2 separate regions of the Triticum aestivum genome follow, and region 2 is linked to region 1. Evidence: chromatin contacts called from public Hi-C data. All regions are on one chromosome and are shown on one strand. The core of a region is the stretch at or near the end of the contact, and the rest is flanking DNA. Distances in the headings are between cores, read along the strand shown.

Region 1 (6,024 bases), core at 42-2,541:
TAATTATTGCAGGCTGATGGGAGTCCATGGACCTGTTCTGCTGAAGTTCCTGTGATCGCTCCAAGTTAGCAGATGGGATCATCAACTTTTGTGCAGCGGTATAAACTGTAAAAAAAGTGCAGCAAGCTCATCCCACTGTAAAAAAAAAGCGATCCGAGTGTAGCTCGATGCCACCTCTATGCCTTCACCTCAGCGGAGCAAACTTGTTTAAACCCATGAGCTTGTAAAAGCAGCAGCAAGGAAGTCGTTGATGTAGAACAGGAGACGACAACGGCCGCGATTTGTAAATCATCCCGGAGAAGAAAACGCCGAAAAATGCATGTAGAAATTCCGGAGTCCACTAAAGCCGGTCGAATTTAGACGGATCCACTGGAAACCGAAACCGCCCAGATCCCAGAGGACCCGTCGGAAACATAGCTCCACACGCCCTCAACTCGGGGAAAGGGCCGGAAGGACATTATTACTACACAAGGATAGCATGCCCCAAACCAGACATGAAGACTCCTTAAAGAAAACGCGAGACAAACGCTCATGCTACTGCACGCCAGACGGTTCTGATATCGAGCTCACCTCTGTCCAGGACCATGCACCGACACCCTCTTCTCTGGTGACTGAGCCAGGCTGCACGACTATAGAAGATCGCTGCGTTGGATCACCAGCGCCGCTGTCAACCATCGCCTGCCGAAGACCGCACCTCACCATTCATCTCCGCCGACCCACAACAGCCCACCAACACCTCCATAGTAGCCCCCCCCCCCCCCCCCCCAAATCAGCAACGCCCCCGTCGGCGTCAACGCCGCACATACTTTGCCTAGCGAAGCACCCTGGCGACAACAAGAGAGGAAGAAGATGGTGTGTGTGTGCGCGCGCGCGTGGGAGAGGGGGATGGGGGGGGGGGGGGGTAGTCACTTGCCTCAACCCTCTCTCGCAAGGCGTTGCGGCACTGGTTGTGCTAGTTCCTATTACTGCATTTTACAAATCCTTAAAATCAAAGATGCCCTAAAAGTTGGACGTGCAATAACGATCGCTCTCTGCTCCCTTTGAGTTTCTACAAACCATACAACTTGGCATGAGATGGATCCGTGGTTCCATGGTAGATTGGTCTCAGCAAATAATAAAAGTGAAGTACGGACGCATAAAAACATAATCAGACATACTCACCACACATTCACATAGTACCTCGCGTGCCCAAATCCCAAGATTGCCCCGACTTCCCATGTCCAAACAGGACATTTCACCCGGCCTCTAACCCCTATAAATACCCCCTCCCAGCTCTGTCCACTTCGCCTACACCAAAACTTCCCTTGTCATCGCAGATCACGAGCTAGCTATCTGAGCGCAGGAAATAGCTAAACACACCAGCTCGCTCGTAAGCACACTCCCACGCCGACCGGCAAGATGGTGAAGCCTGTGCAGGACGAGGAGAACCAGAGGCTGCTCCTCGACGACCACAAGGAGAAGCACTTCACCTCCGGCGAGGTGGTCCGGGACATCATCATCGGCGTCTCTGACGGCCTCACCGTGCCCTTCGCCCTAGCCGCCGGCCTGTCGGGCGCCAACGCGTCCTCCTCGCTCGTGCTCACCGCCGGGCTCGCCGAGGTCGCCGCCGGCGCCATCTCCATGGGGCTCGGAGGGTAAGGAAACAGATCGAAATCTCCTTGATTTTCTGGGTATATGTTTCCTCTGATTAATGTCGTTTGTTACTCCTCCGGCTATTGCTTTCCTGAACATGTCGCATGCATGCTGCTGGCTTGCTGGATTTGTATGCAAAGGCTTAATTATTTCTGAAACGGAGATTAGTGAGAGTAGCTTGCTGTTCTTGATGCCAAGAATGGAAAGTAGGGGAATGATTAATAACGTCTACTAACCAAAAAATGGAAATTTTTGCCGCACAGACGAATGTTTACTGATGAGTACCCCGCTAAGTTTTATACTCCTACAGTGTTAGTACCTTCCTGCATTGTTCACTAAGTTGGGTCATTTATTGTCCAGAGTCTGGACAACCACTTACCTAGGATTTCTGTAGTTTTCCTTTGTGTCAGCAACAGCTAGGAGTACAAAACAATACTTCCTCCGTGACAAATGCAAGACGTATTTTATGCCCTATGCAAAACCAAAAAAGAAACTGTTCCACGCCCGGTACTTGTGCCCGATCTTTGCACGACATGTAAATCCAGCGGCTAGTGCCCTTGTCAGCCATACGCATGTCCGCCTGGATTTAATCTTCATGTGTGAATTGTGCATTTATTTTGAAAAAAAGACTGTAAGTGAGGCTCCGTAGTAGTTGGTGTAACAAACCCAAGTTATAGGTACCATGCTTTGAATCTGAGTAGGTGAGAAGGCAGAAACCCCTTTCCATCACTATGTTGTGCGTTAGTCTGCGAATCATGCAAATTTTGTCCTGTGCATAGCATGACTCAACCAAAAATGTACAATTATATGTGAGACTCCTAGTGATCCCAAAATGCAATACTGTTCACCTACACTAAGCACACCTGCACACACACACGTGCAAGGGAATTTGACCGGAGTACATTAGAAATAGGGATTATTTTCACACATGAATTACTCAAAAAAATGCCAATTTTTCGTTGATGTATATATGAAATATTCACCAAATGAATAATAAAGTTCTGGAGCAAAATATATGTTATTTTCACAGAGTTTATAGTTTCTCCCTGTTCCGCACTTACAAACACTACTACTCCCTCCGTTCGGAATTACTTGTCTCGAAAATGGATGTATCTAGAACTAAAATACGTCTAGATACAACCATTTCTACGACAAGTAATTCCGAACGGAGGGAGTACTTTTTAAAAAATCGCAAGCACTAATTACTTTTTTTACACTAATTACTAAAACGGGCCGAAGTGATGTCTACATTTAACCCAGCCGAAAGCGGGCTAACTTCTGCTGGGCCGTACCAAACGGAATTAACGCAGTAAAAGCCTACGGCTAATGTGCGCTCGCACTCTTGTCAGGTACCTCGCCGCTAAGAGCGACGCCGACCACTACTACCGGGAGCTGCAGCGCGAGCAGGACGAGATCGACACCGTCCCGGACACAGGTCACTCTCTCACATTCTCTCTCACCTGACACTCTCTATCGATCTGATCGAATCTAAGTATCTAACGGCTGAGATGTATTTCTTTGAGCAGAGGCCGCGGAGATCGCGGACATACTCTCTGAGTACGGGCTGGGCCCCGAGGAGTACGGGCCGGTCGTCACCTCCCTCCGCAACAACCCAAAGGCCTGGCTCGAGTTCATGATGAAGTAATCAATCAGTCAAGCCCACCCAGCCCACTCACTTTTTTTCCAATTAATCTAACCATGTGACTGATCGCGGCGGAACTTTGGTGCACGCATGCAGGTTCGAGCTGGGGCTGGAGAAGCCGGACCCGCGGCGCGCGCTGACGAGCGCGGCGACGATCGCGCTGGCCTACGTCGTCGGCGGCATGGTGCCGCTCTCCCCCTACATGTTCCTGGCGTCGGTCGACAGCGCCATGATGACCTCCGTCGTGGTCACCCTCGCCGCGCTGCTCTTCTTCGGCTACGTCAAGGGCCGCTTCACCGGGAACCGCCCGTTCCTCAGCGCCATCCAGACTGCCATCATCGGCGCGCTTGCCTCCTCCGCCGCCTACGGCATGGCCAAGGCCGTGCAGGCCATCTGATCGAGCTCGAGCCACGCCGCGCCCGGGGGACGGCTAAGTACCAAGAAAAATAAGTACAGCAAGCTACCTACCTGTGTATGTATGATCAAGTGTTGCCATAGTGGAGTGGTAGCTGTACGTGCAGACTCTAGCGTCCGATCTGGTAAGTGTACTGGTGGCCCAAGTGTGCTGATGTGCACCGTTCGTTTTGTTTTCTGTTTCGTTTTCGAGCTCGATGATGATGTACACTATGTTAGTAGTGTATATGTTTGGGTGTATTTGGTTTTTCTTCTGTCGCGTTAGGTAAGTATACTATTTGTAAGGGAAGTTGCGTTATTTAGGTGATGTGGTAATCTGATGGGCTTTGAGTCAGCTGGCAAATGAGTCTTGCGAATCCTCTAAGCAGAGGCCCATATAACTTTTCTGAAGTGGGCTTCGTTTCTGAATTCATCGCCACATGTCGAAAAAAAAAATATTTCTGTGAAGTAAGAGATAGTGACGTCCTCTCTCAAAATTTAAATCTAAATTAAAGAGATAGTGACATACCACATTATCTCGGCAATGACGACGAGGCAGCCAGCAACTCTGTTTCGCGAAAACAATCACAAGTAATATCACTCTCTCGAAAACAACATAAAAACGGAAGACCAGAGTGAGGTAGTTCTTCTCAAGTCAATAGCAACATAAAAACAGTGCCCATCCGCAAAAGAGAAAAAACAGTGCACAGTGTAAAGAAAAGAATTATTACATTTCTGAGCAAGCATATCACCGTAAACTTGTGAAAATATCTGACATAACAAACAATTGGTCTGGACCAAATACATTGATAGTAGCATTAGTTTGTTAACAAGATCCCTCTGGAAGTAAAAAGCTTCAGATCATAACCGTCCCAAACAACACAAAGCGGCACATCATTCTCGTTGCAAATGACAGAAAGTTTCCAAATACTCCCTTCTTCCACTAGTTCAAATGACGGAGTATTGAATGGCAAGGTGGCTAGAACTTTCTTGCAGTGGTCTCACACTTGGTTTCACTCTCTTCTTCCACTTTACCCAGTTATGACTGGATCCATGGTATATGTAATTAGTAAAGATTAAAAAAGAGTCAGGATATTTTAATCTAGATTGGAGATTTGATCTCAACCTCTCAGGTTCACCAAGGGGCATCTACAAAAAGGTTATACCAAGGGCCGCTATCAACGGGCCGGGTGGTTTCTTTTCATGGCAAAGGGAGATTTGATGTTGCTATAGTCTATATCTAATTTCACCGCCCTAAGTGACCGCGACTAGTTTACCTATCTTCGTTATGCCAGCTGGTTGTGACTTCTTGGTCTTTTGGTTTTGGCGTTGTGGCTCTTTGTGAGCTTGCCGTTATTTTATTTTCAGACTGTCAGACCTTGTTGAACCTCTTTATTTATATATAAAGGTGGCCGTATGCATATTTATCTATAAAGGTGGCCGTATGCATCATTCTGATGCAGAGACCGGGAAGTCCCTTTTTTTTTAAAAAAAGTGACCGCGACTAGCTTGAGGCCTTAATTAACAACAAGATCTCGCTGGTGCGCTTACGAATGAATTTCCTCTTCATAGTTCACATATTTCATTGGCATGTATGTCCAATCAGTTGAGATTACATGATTTGATAGCTATGCTTATTGTTAATGAAATTCAAAAGAACCCGTAAAATTAAATATCGTGTACGGATATCATTTTCTGTTTTTTCGAAAAATGGGCACTTTATTACTTAAAATGTCTAAGCATTTCACCCGGCCTAACTAAGATGCACATAGCCAACAAAGTCCTCTCGTACAAGAACAATGAAAAGGCAGAATACAAAGAAACATGTAGAGTCCGTATACCGCCTAAAGCGGAGGTGGGCCAATCCTAAGATCATACTGCCACCCATATTGAGTAAAAGTATCCCTCGCCGTATCCTCCAATCGTGTACACACCTCCTTATCGTCTACCGATATCATTTTCTGTTGCAACCATGACATAATTAAGAGGGAAATCTACTTCAAGGTGACAAAACTAGTCATGTTCATATGATGCCTCTAAAGCCTATTGCGTTATAAAATGGAATGCTACATTAAACCGCAAAATTCTCCTTTCCTCGGCCAATGGAATGCCTAGATATTGCGCTCACAATCAACACTTTCTCACCAATCAATGATCGCTAGCCCAATCAGAAGCGTTCTCCAATCGAACAAATCGCCTTTTCCTGTTTCCCCTGCAAGAGATTTGGGTCAGAAGTGGTAGCTAGGCTAAGTAGGGTAGGAGAGAATTAAGTAAAAGTTGACGCAGAAAGAATGTGAGTCTGAAGCGTGCAAGAAGTGAGGCAAAGCAAGGAAGGCCCAGCGCATGCGTATACTGGA
Region 2 (6,563 bases), core at 1,616-4,115, 580 kb after region 1:
AGTGGATGAATTAAGGCCTTACCATTACGGTAGACATCTCTATGCTCCCAAATATACCAAATTACCATGGCAAAAATCATGGCAGAAAAATCAGTAGCAGTTATTATCCTTGATAATACACATTTCCTAATATGGATATAGTTTTCAGGTTCAAGCAAATTTGATAACCTTTTCAAGTTCTTTCCAGATTTTTTAAATATCGCCCATGTTGCGATGAGCGACCGCACCATTGTGTGTATTGAGATGGTGGCAGCCTAATTCGATGTCTACCTTGGATATCAGCAGGTCGATCCGCAGCGTCACCCAAATTTGAAATCGGCATGTCACTGCGCTCGGTACTTGGGTGTGTGGTTTTCAATTTGAAAATTTATTTGCACTGGGCGACTAGTCAACGCTCACGTCTGTCATGTGGCGTACATTCGATTGACGCAGATCGCGAGTCTTCCGTGCGGCGCTCTCGGCTATTCCTCTCTCGACACGCACGACACGTGTCTGCCTTAGTGGGCCGGCGACCGCTCTTCCCCTCCCTTATATTCTCCCGCATCCTTCTCGACGACTCGTCTTTCTTCTTCCTCTATTGCCAGAGCGATCTCATGCTCTTCTTCCTCTTTCTCGCCATCTTCACCCCCGATGAGCACCACGAAGCCAGCCAACGAGCCATCACCCTTCCCTTGTTTCTCTCTCTCCCAGTTGCATCTGGTACTACTCTTAACGGCCGGAGCTGTGACCAGAGCACGGTGCTGCAAACGTCGAGCGCCGGTGTCTGCGGTGGGAAGCTACAACCGGATCCCAATGGTCGTTGCAACAGGTGTAGTGTGGTGCAGGGAGTGGCACGGCGGGGTGCTGCGGCCGGTGCAGCGGCGCGCTGCGGTTGGCATCACGGCATGTTGCGGCGTGAGCGCGACGGTGTTGCGATGCCGCGACAGATCTGCGAGCGATGACGACCTCCGATGCAGGTGAGAGTTGACTTTTTCCTTCTTCTTTTTTTCCTTTTTTCTGCAATCGGACGGTTATTCATATCGAGATCGCTGGGGCCGTCCGGCTACCGGCCTAAAGTCGCGTCGGTCGACCGGCGCAGTTACTCGTAATTGATCTCTTATTTCTGTAAGAAAACCGGGACGACCTCCAGCACGGGTGAGAGTTAACTTTTTCTTTTTTTTCTTTTTTCTGCAATCAGACGGTTATTCATATCCAGATTGTAGGGGCCGCCCAGCAACCGGTCTGAAGTCGCGTCGGTCGACCGGGGAAGTTACTCGTCCCTGGTTTCTTATTCTGTAAGAAACCCGGGTCAACCTCCAGTGCGGGTGAGAGTTGACTTTTCTTTTTTCCCATTTTCTCACAATCGGACGGTTATTATATCCAAATCGTAGGGCCCGCCCGGCTACCGGCCTAAAGTCGCGCCAGCGCAGTTACTCGTAACTGATTTCTTAGTCTGTAAGAAAGCTAGGACGACCTCCCGCGCGGGTGAGAGTTGACTTTTCCTTTTTTTTGTTACAATCGGACGGTTATTCATATCTAGATCGTAGGGGCCGCCCGGCGCCCGGCCTAAAGTCGCGCCGGTCAGCCGGCTCAGTTACTCGTAACTGATTTCTTAATCTGTAAGAAAGCCCGGACGACCATCCGCGTGGGGAAGAGTAGACTTTTTTTTCTTTTTTTCTGCAATCCGACGGTCATTCATACCAGATCGTAGGGTCGGCCCGGCGACCGGCCTAAAGTCGCGCCGGTCGAGCGGCGTAACTGACCTTTCAGTTTCCGAAGTCTACGTCCCTTTCGGTGGGTGTGGACTATGGACTCCGGGTCTCCGGTGTGAACGCGGCCCTGTGTATCCCTCCTGTCGGAAACGACAGCCGGGGTCGCCGCACGCGCCGAGGCGCCCTCAGCGTCCGACACGTACGCGCTCGCACGTGCGCGAGAGGCCGCCCACCCCGCGGGCCCCGCCCGCTCCACCGATCCTCATCCGGTGCGGCTTGAAGATGGATATACATATCTCCTAGGGAAACCCGGCGGATCCTCTGCGCGTCCCCCTCCCGCGGCCCCTCCCCCGCGCCCGTCGGATCCCGATCGTGCGACCCAGGCCCCAGCCGCACCGGTCAAACACCGTGGGGCCCTCCAGAGCGGCCGCCGTGCTCCCGCGGATAAGATCGCGCGCGGGCTGCTGCCGCCCGCGAGGGACTGCGCCATGGACTGCGCGATGGAATCTTCCACCTAGCCCCCTGGGTTCACGGGCAATTCGCAGGCCGGACGGGCACGAAGAGTTTCTTCATATCCTCAGGATAGAGGCCGTTTTTGTTGGATTGCGGCAGCCCGCGGCGCGATCAATGGATGAGGGCTGCAGTAAACGCATGCAACCACGTCACTATCTATCCTTCTGACAGCAGGCAAAGGCACCGATATTCGGCCGTAGGCCAGGAAGTCACCATCCGATAGAAAATAAATACAGTAGCACTCACTAAAAATAAAAATCACATGACCATAAAAAAGTAGCGTGCATAGCAGGTGTAAAATTTCGAATTAAGAATCACCCAGCTGGGATTTTTTTGTCCCGAAAGCAAAGCAGCTTTTTATGGTAACCGCCACGGCATGCACGCAAGGAAACCGTGGTGACTGACTGCTCACTTGTTCTGTAAGAAAGCCAGCCGGGGGTGAGCATTGATCGAGTGGATGGATAATGCTGATCCCTTGGGTCAGTCAGCAGGGACGATTATCCATCCCGGAAACAAATAGCGCCAATGGTTTGTCATGAATTCTTTGGCCGCTGTTAGGTGGACGGCATGCGGCGCGGCGCGGGACGGCGCCCGTGGACGAAATGCCCGTGCTTATCCAGGGTGCTTAGCGCGAAATTCCGATTATATTTAATCCGTGTACGGGCCGGGGGCGAGAGGCATCGCAGAGTTCATCAGACCCGCGCTCGCCAGCTCGAGCGAGGGCGAGAAAAATACTCTATCCATTCCATTCCAGTCTAGTCTACTCCAGTAGAGAAGCAAAAGCCTCGCCTCCATTCCGTTACTTGTAGTCGTGATAGATAGATAGATCCCACCACAGCCCTTCCGATCCTCAAGAGTCACCGCCGCACGCCGACCGACGATCAGCCCCGCCTCCTCCTGCCACCACCGCCTTTCCTCCCTCCTCCGCCGCGTCCGTCTTCGCCAATCCGCCGAGTTTCCCCGGAGTTTCCGCCACCCTCTTTCGAAATTTTGTTGCTGGTTAATGCTGGTCCTGGGGATGGGCGGCGGCGTCTTCTCTTGTCCGGTGGCGGCGATCTGTCGATGTGGCGGTCGCGTGGGCGGCGGGAGGAGGAGCACCTGAGACGGTGCCGCTCTGCCGCCGTGTTCCCTTTGACCGAAAGGGGCCGCTCCTTTCCGGAAAGGGGGAATTTGTTTCCGCGCTTCTGGCGACTTCCTTTGCGCCGATTCCATTCCTTGTTGCCTCGCTAAATCTCGCCCGGATTTCTTCTTCCCCTCGGACTCCATCCCGGTCGCAGATCCTTTTCCTCCATTCTTGCTCTGCTCCGTCACTCGCTCTGCAACTGCAACCTCGAGTTCTTGCTGATTTGTTGGTGAAGAAGATCACATCTGAGAGAGGATGGCGTCGAGATCCTACTCCAACCTCATGGAGCTCGCCGGCGGCGCTGACCGCGACCAGCCGCTGCCGTCCCTCGGGCAGCCACGGATACCGCGGGTGATGACGGCGTCTGGCATTGTGCCCGGCCTTGACCGCGCCGACGCCGCCGCTGACGCTGACGCTTACGCCGCCTCGGTGGCCTCCGACGACCAATCCGACCAGCCGCCGCGGGAGCGCACCATCATCGTGGCCAACCAGCTCCCCATCCGCGCCTGCCGCGGCGCGGACGGCGCCTGGGAGTTCTCCTGGGACCAGGACAGCCTCCTGCGGCAGCTCAAGGAAAGCCTGCGCGCGCACCAGGGCCGCGCCCACATGGACTTCGTCTACATCGGCGGACTGCGCGACGACATCCCGGCAGAGGACCAGGACAAGGTCGCGCTCGAGCTCTACGAGCGCTTCCGCTGCGTGCCCGCGTTCCTGCCGGACGACCTCCGCTCCCGCTTCTACCACGGCTTCTGCAAGCAGCAGCTGTGGCCACTGTTCCATTACATGCTGCCACTGTCGCCCGAGCTCGGCGGCCGCTTCGACCGCGACCTGTGGAAGGCCTACCTGTCCGTCAACAAGATCTTCTCCGACAAGATCCTGGAGGTGATCAACCCCGAGGAGGACTTCGTCTGGGTGCACGACTACCATCTCATGGTCCTGCCCACCTTCCTGCGCAAGAAATTCAACCGGGTCAGGCTGGGTTTCTTCCTGCACAGCCCGTTCCCATCATCGGAGATCTACAAGACCCTGCCGGTTCGAGAGGAGGTGCTCCGGGCGCTGCTGAATGCCGACTTGATTGGGTTCCACACATTTGATTATGCCAGGCATTTCCTCTCATGCTGCAGCAGGATGCTGGGAATGAAATACGAGTCGCAGAGGGGGTACATTGGACTGGAGTACTATGGACGGACTGTCACTGTCAAGATACTGCCGGTGGGGATACATTTGGGGCAGCTGCAGGAGGTGCTCAACCTCCCGGAGACCGGGCTCAAGGTCGCCGAGCTTATCAAGGAGTTCCGTGATCGGGGCCGCATCATGATGCTTGGTGTAGATGATATGGACATATTTAAGGGCATCAGTCTGAAGCTTTTGGCATTTGAGGAGCTCTTGACGCAGCATCCAGAGTATCGAGGAAAGGTGGTGCTGGTACAGATTGCCAATCCGGCGAGGGGGAAGGGGAAGGATGTGAAGGAGGTACAGGATGAGAGCTATGCCATGGTGAAGCGCATCAATGAGGCATTTGGGCAGCCAGATTACCAGCCAGTCATATTGATCGACAGGCCACTGCACTTCTATGAGAGGATGGCATACTATGTTGTTGCTGAGTGCTGCTTGGTGACCGCAGTGAGGGATGGCATGAATCTTATACCATATGAGTACATCATTGCTAGGCAAGGGAATGAGAAGATTGACAGGATCCTGGGTCTCAGCCCTTTCACAAGGAAGAAGAGCATGCTTGTCGTGTCGGAATTCATTGGCTGCTCACCCTCCCTGAGTGGCGCGATTCGGGTGAACCCTTGGAACATTGAGTCGGTGGCCGAGGCAATGGACAAGGCCTTGCACACAGGTGAAGGTGAGCAGGTGCTGAGGCACGAGAAGCATCACAAATTTGTGAGCACACATGATGTCGGATACTGGGCAAACAGCTTCCTGCAGGATCTGGCGAGGACTTGCCAAGACCATAACAAGAGGCGCTGCTGGGGCATAGGATTTGGGCTAAGGTTCAGATGTGTGGCCCTTGATACGAGCTTCAAGAAGCTCGCGGTTGAGCAGCTTGTCTATGCCTACCGGAAGGCAAGCACGCGCGCCATTCTCTTGGACTATGATGGTACGCTGATGCCCGAGTCATCGTTTGGTAAGATGCCGAGCTCCAAAACAATAAACATGTTGAACAGCCTCTGTCGCGATGAGAAGAACTTGGTCTTAATCACAAGCACAAAGACCAGGGCGACCTTAAGTGAATGGTTCTCAGCATGTGAGGACCTAGGCCTTGCTGCTGAGCATGGCTACTTCATCAGGTAAATTCCAACTGTTCCCTGAAAATTCTCAACTACCTTCATTGTTGACATTGTTGAAACGAAACTACTAGTATTGCTGTGACTTTGTACTCCACATGTAGCCTGTGTATGTACATTCCAATTAACACCATTTTGCTGTAGGCTGGAAAGAGATGCAGAATGGGAGACATGCGGCCTGGCAACAGACTTCAGCTGGAAGCAAATCGCGGAGCCGGTGATGAAGACCTACACCGAGACAACGGACGGGTCGATCATCGAGGACAAGGAGACAGCAATCGTGTGGTGCTACAAGGACGCTGACCGTGATTTTGGATCTTGCCAGGCCAAGGAGCTCCATGACCACCTGGAGAGTGTCCTCTCCAACGAGCCGGTATCAGTCAAAGCTGACCTGAACTATGTTGAGGTGAAGCCACAGGTAAAGTTCGGCTGAAACCACTGGTGCCTTTGTTTCCTCCTACTGTACCTAGTGTGGTTGTGTTGCTGCACTTGTGTAACCGAAGGAGAGCACTAAGCCATGAGAATGTTGTTTGCATGATTGCATTGCAGGGTGTGAGCAAGGGTCTGGTGGCGAAGCGGATGCTGTCGACAATGCAGGAGCTGGGGCTCCCGCCCGACTTCGTCCTCTGCGTCGGGGACGACCGTTCCGACGAGGACATGTTCGAGGTGATCACCACCGCGGTGGACGGCCCCTACCTGAGCCCCGGTGCGACGGTCTTCGCCTGCACCGTCGGCCAAAAGCCCAGCAAGGCCAAGTACTACCTGGACGAACCCGCCGACATCAAGCGCATGATCCGGGCCCTCGCGAGGGTCTCCGACCAGGAGCTGGCGATGGAGGAGGGCGAAGACCCTCCTTACCCTTTCCTCGCCGGCGACGACACCAGCACCGACGACACCTGGCTGAACTGAGGGGGGAAGCCGGCAGACAAGACCAGCAGCAGC

What was found. A called contact is a pair of places that touch in the nucleus more often than the background predicts.
Region 2: a contact with region 1 is called in a Hi-C map of leaf, with 4 times the contacts expected there. The contact joins the promoter of LOC123111908 here to the promoter of LOC123111907 in region 1. A contact is called at or near these places in 2 of 5 Hi-C or Micro-C datasets (both in leaf).

What each region holds. Positions count from the first base shown.
Region 1 is chr5B:370,989,643-370,995,666 of IWGSC CS RefSeq v2.1, forward strand. LOC123111907 (vacuolar iron transporter 2) reads left to right here and starts at 1,292. Exons shown (of 4, transcript XM_044532786.1): 1 at 1,292-1,634; 2 at 2,982-3,067; 3 at 3,159-3,273; 4 at 3,371-4,022. The coding sequence starts at 1,399. The coding sequence ends at 3,671.
Region 2 is chr5B:371,563,560-371,570,122 of IWGSC CS RefSeq v2.1, forward strand. It overlaps LOC123111908 (alpha,alpha-trehalose-phosphate synthase [UDP-forming] 6), which reads left to right and starts at 2,866. Exons shown (of 3, transcript XM_044532787.1): 1 at 2,866-5,624; 2 at 5,766-6,039; 3 at 6,171-6,563. The coding sequence starts at 3,583. The coding sequence ends at 6,530.